2 separate regions of the Anser cygnoides genome follow, and region 1 is linked to region 2. A link is a contact called in public Hi-C data. All regions are on one chromosome and are shown on one strand. Each heading gives the region's core, a stretch centred on a gene start, on an enhancer-like site or on the middle of the called end of the contact. The rest is flanking DNA. Distances are from core to core; before and after follow the strand shown.

What was found. Hi-C and Micro-C count contacts between places; a contact is called where the count stands out from the background.
Region 1: a contact with region 2 is called in a Hi-C map of liver, with 2.0 times the contacts expected there. The contact joins the enhancer-like site here to the promoter of RIC1 in region 2. A contact is called at or near these places in 2 of 7 Hi-C or Micro-C datasets (both in liver).

The regions. Positions count from the first base shown.
Region 1 is chrZ:84,051,324-84,054,023 of Taihu_goose_T2T_genome, reverse strand. All of the region lies in intron 15 of ERMP1 (endoplasmic reticulum metallopeptidase 1), which reads left to right. Among named protein-coding and RNA genes, the nearest start is that of ERMP1, 24 kb to the left of the region's middle. Within about 2 kb of position 1,298, at least 1 of the 3 cell types and tissues checked has open chromatin away from gene starts, as enhancers often do. A contact at or near this core is called in liver, where this site is marked.
Region 2 is chrZ:84,000,012-84,002,711 of Taihu_goose_T2T_genome, reverse strand. RIC1 (RIC1 homolog, RAB6A GEF complex partner 1) reads right to left here and starts at 1,426. Exons shown (of 26, transcript XM_048050722.2): 1 at 1,030-1,426. The coding sequence starts at 1,170.

The DNA of each region.
Region 1 (2,700 bases), core at 49-2,548, 51 kb before region 2:
TTTACATGCACAGCCTTTTCTAACCTGCTTTGCTTTATGTTAATACTGGTTCTCCCCTAATTTTGATGTCTTTAATAGTCTGTTACATTATTTATTAACATACATCATTCTCTGTTACGTATCTACAGGGAAAAGGGCTTCAGAAATAAGTTGCTTATCAATTTAAGCATGTGTTTGCAAAGGAGGCCTGTGTTTGTTGTGATTGTGCAATCTAATGCAGCATTAGAATGTGTCATGGTGCCTTCAGATTGCATGTCAAGTAAAAGTATGCATTTGGAGAAAAAATGTTGGGATAAGTGCAATGAACAGAAGAGTTTCAGGCACGATACATAAAAGAACAGGCGTCTGAACTAGGTGGAGCTGTTCTGTATTAGCAATACCTCTTTTAATGTCTGTTCAATTTAGGTTGGGTTGTAAGCCTGCTGGAAAACGCTAATCAAATAGACAAGATCTAACAAGTCTGTACAGACCTAATTGTAGCATATAGGACAGAGCTGCTGAAGAGTGCTGGATGTGTTGTAATGTTGTTCAGTAATTTTTTTTTCCCCTTTTCCCTTGGGCATGGAGCCTAATTTGGTGCTTGATAATGATCTGGAAGGAGTTGGCAGGATGACCCATCTTAGAATCTGATATGCAGCAGTGAAGGATGGTTGTAAAAAAAACAAACAAAAAAAACCCATGGAATATCAGTAGCCCTAAATTATGTCACAAAACTGTGTGGTTAGAGCATACGAAATTGCTTAACCAGGGCTTTTATTTTGAACTCAGAAATAGTCCTGAAGGTTTGTAGTAGTTAGCCTAGAAAGGAATCATTCTGTCAGTCTGGTCTGAAACTCTGGGACAAATACCAATAGGTTCAAACGACTTTTTAAGTAAGTTAATTACCCAGTAATAAATGAAGCTTCAAAGCCAATAGGTATGAATGGATTTAAGTAAGTGTTTTAGTTGTCCATGCATGTTTTGTTTGGGGATGTTGGTTTTCTGTGTGTGTGTGTGTGTGTTTTGTTCCGATAATTGATCAACAGTAGAGAACTTTGTCATTTAGCTTCAACTTTCAGTTCTGGGTCTCTATAAAACCTCTTCTTGGTGTTACTAATTTCAGATGGTACATGGTACATAAAGAATTCAGTAAGATTTCAGGTTGCATCTTTCTTTCAGAGCTAACTTACAGTCATATGAGAAAGATGCTTGGAAGACAAAATTTAAGGTGTGTAGATACACAGTGGATTTACGGTCTCTGTTCTGGAGACTAAAAAGTAGCTTATTTAGTACTGAACTTTGATCTGTCACTTTCACCTTCTGCTCTTTTTGTTTGCTGCCTGACTTTGGCTACAGATGTGTTTGCTACAACAATGCTGGGGTTGAATTTTCCTTTTCTTAGTGTTTAATTTTCCTTTGCTTTTTTTTTTTTTTTGTCTTCCTTTGATTTGGTATGTCTATAAAGAAAAAAATCTTAGCTCTTCCTACCCGTTCTTGGATTGCATTTCCACATAGGTATTCGCATTATATTTGTTACATGCCCAACTTTCTCTTTACGTGATCAAGAGTTGCCTGCCAGGTACGGATGAGAGAGTATCCATTGGTATCTATTCCTAGTTCGAATAACCCATCTTTAGAGTTTTCTGCACTTTAACCTCATTTATGAAAATGTAGGTAATTAATAGTATACAAATACAGCAGCACAAAATCAGAAGGTCAATACATGGTCCTTCCCTACCTGTTACGCGTTCAAGCACTGGGGTTATTCTTGCCAGTCACTGTTAGCTAACATTCATCTCATTAACCACCAGAATCTTTCAACAGTCTTCAGCTCTCAGCGATAGGATAAACTATTATGAGACAGTAAGTAGTATCTGTGGCCTTTTTTTTTTTTTTTAAGGCTTTTTGTCCCTTTGGTTGTTGCAGCTTACTGCCCTAAACAGTGGGTGACTATCTATTGTTTTATAATCTTATTGTAGTGGTAGACAACTTTTTTTCCTCAATTTATAAGAAAAAAAAAAGGCCTCTTTTGTACAGGTCCGAGCTAGATTATGGATTTATATATTCCTGTCTACTTAGCAGTGGATCTCAACCTATAGCTTATAGGAGCTTCAGCTTTAAAACCAGCTTTTTAAATTTGTTGCTTTGCAAGTGGCTAAAACAGTAGTAAAAAAAAAAATCAAAAAAAAAATTAATCTACTTTAGCTGACCAAAGTGATGGTGAAAACTTTCCAAAGAAATATTACTTGAATCATTCAGTTTTGCAAATATACTATGTGAGATTTTCAGTGAGCAGCAAGGAACCTAGCACTGTTGCTCTTTTTCAGACACCATGAGTGCTGTACAGGATGAGACCCAGATCAAGAAAAGATGCTCATCTGCAAATGCTGATGAAGGATGAAATGAGTTATCCTTAAATATAGACATTAAATAGTTATGTAGGCCAAGCTGGCAAGAACTAAGGCAGCCTGCTTTATGTTAGCTGGGTAAACAAAGTGAGAGGCAAGACGGAATGCCACGGAAAATGTTAACGCTTAATGCGTTAAATAGGTATTTTCTCCCCTGTTTAGGTTGAGGTAATAGCTCTTATTTGCAGAAGACTAGATGTGTGGGGAGTTAACCTGGGCTGGCATTCAAGCTGCTTTCCCTCTCCTGAACAGGATGGGGGGAAGAACATAATATGAAAGGGCAGGGAGATCACTGCTGATTACCATCACAGGT
Region 2 (2,700 bases), core at 177-2,676:
GACACTCCCTGGCTGGATACTTGTCGAAGTTAAAAAAGACAGCCACAGCAGCAACCCACCCAGGAACCAATTATCAGCCACACAGAGCAAAGCAGAAGGCAAAGTGATGAAACCTCCGCATAAATCAAAAGAGGATTTTAAGGCTGTGACTGTTGTTTGATACCTTTCTATACCGGCTTTCTAAAATTGGATTTTTACTTTTCTCTGTAATCCGAGATGAACTCTGAAAATTATCTGGAGTCGCAGATATTTTTAGACAGAGAGGGAATCTAATTAAGGCAGTATTTAAGAAGATCCAGCATCAAAATTTAAAGTCAATACCCTAGTTGTTTCATAAGACTGCATCAAACCAAATTGACATGCAGCACTTTTATGTCACCAAACTAATTCAAAGCTCATTTAAAGCAACGCATTTGATGTCAATTGTACACGGTTTCAAAACTGGATGTTGCTAGAGCAGCAACTTCCATTCAAAAGCCGTGTCAATTCTTATGTTCACGGTCACAACGTACCTGACTTGTAATGGTAAAAGGGAAAGTCATTTAACTTCTTATGGGTTATGTAATTGTGCAGTGTTACAGGTAGTTCTGCTTTGCAAAAGTAGGTGCTTCGTTATGTTTTGTTTGTATGATCTCTTACGTAAAACGCAAAACATACGAACAGAAAACCCATGAAGCACACTTGCAAAACCTGCATTGCTACGAGCACCGTCCGCGTTAAGTTTGCCTGCCACTTAAAGTCGACGCTTAAAAAAAAAAAAAAAAAAAAGTTGGGCAGAAGTCTCATTTTTGGGAAGAACCGATGCCAGCTCCGAGCAGATTTACCTTACGCGTCTTCGCAACGCCACAGTGCTACTGGTAAACACCTCGGGTTAACGGCACGGGTCCACCCCAGGGGAGGCCCACCCCAGGGGAGGCCCACCCCCGGGGCCCTGGGGAGCTCTGCGGGCTCCAGCCCCAGGTTTCGCGACCCTTTTACCGACGAGGACGGAAGAGGGGGGCCGGGGCGGCCGGCCGGGGACGCACTCACCCTGCAGTACCAGACGCTGAGCTGGGACGGGGCCAGCACGGCGAAGAAGGCTCTCTGCGGGTCGGTGCGGATGTGGAGGGGCCGCTCGGGGCTCTCCAGCGGGCACAGCAGCCGTTTGGGCCAGCCGCTGAGGAAATACATGGCGGCGGGCTCGCGGGGCGCGGCTCTCGGCGGGCTCTAGCCTAGGCGGGGGGCGGCGGCGGCGGCACCAACCGGGGGGCGACGGTCACCTGCAGCCGGTCACTGCTCGGAGCGCGGCCGGGGCGGCTGCGGGGCCCCCCGCTGCGGCTCCTCGCTGCCGCCGGTGCCTCGCCCGCCCGCTGCCGGCGTCGCTGCGGGGCCCGACGCGGCCGCCTCCATGTCCGTGCCGCCCGCCCCCCGCTCCGGCGTCCGGGCGCAGCGCGGCGGAGGAAGGGGGAGGGGAGAGCAGGGGGCGGGGCCGGGCCGGCAGCCGCCCATTGGCCGCGGCGGCGGCACCGCGCGGAAGTGGCGTCAGCGGCGGGCGAGGCTCCCGCCCCCGGGGGGCTCCGTGTGGAGGTTCCGGGCGGAAAGGCGCGCGGGGAGGGGGCAGCGGGGGGTTGCGCAGGCGCCGAGAGGCGCGGCGTGTGCGCATGCGCGTGGGGCGGCGGCGGGGGCCCAGAGCAGAGCAGGCTGAGGCGGGGCATGATGGCGGCCTGCAGCTCCCTCGCGAGGGGAGCGGAGGGGCAGGCGCTGAGCTCTGCTCTCTGGGGACAGCGACAGGACCCGAGGGAACGGCATGGAGCTGGGACAGGGGAGGGTCAGGCTGGGGGTTAGGGAAAGGTTCTGCACCCAGAGGGTGGTCGGGCACTGGGACAGGCTCCCCAGGGCAGTGGTCACGGCACCGAGCCTGACAGAGCTCAAAAAGCAATTGGACAACGCTCTCAGACACATGGTCTGATTTTTTGGGTGGTTCTTTGGGGATCCAGGAGTTGGACTCGATGATCCTTGTGGGTCCCTTCCAACTCTGGAATCTATAGTTCTGTGAATAAATAAACGTGAAGGCATCAGTGCTGGGATGAGGCTTCTCTCCTGGTTCTGCCACTGACAGGAGGACAGGAGTACGGCTGCTTGCTTGCACTTCAGCCCTGCGAAGCTTTGGAGTGCCTCAGGACACTGAACTGCAAGACGCTTTGCAGAAAGTGGGTCCTTTCGAAGCAAGCCTGCAGCTTAGGAAATGAAAAAAATCATTTAGTGACAACGGAGATCCAAGAAAGATTGTAATTGCTGCTAAAGATAGATTTGGGTAAGAAAGACAGATCTGTGAGTTAATCAGAGAAGGTGGTGTCATTGAAGCTGTGTTTTGGGGTTTGTGGACAAGAGGAGTACAGGTGGAGGGAATAGTCACACTTGCAGCGTGTGTGCAGCAGTGTGGTTTTGGCACTGAGTTTCTGCCAGGTGCTGTCACAAGTGTTTCTCCCACCAAGTGATGAGTTAGATTAAGGAGCTAACCCATCTGGAAATTATATACATATATATTTATATATATATTTTTTTTCCCCTCTAGGTTATTTTTCAGCCAACACCTGTTCCCTCTTCTTGTTTCCAAGATTGTCCAACTGTTTTTATTCACACGTTAAGGAGAGAGCAGGAGCATGTGGTGAGAAGAGTGAAAAGTAGAAACTGAGCGCAAGGCAGCTTTAGATGTAGTGA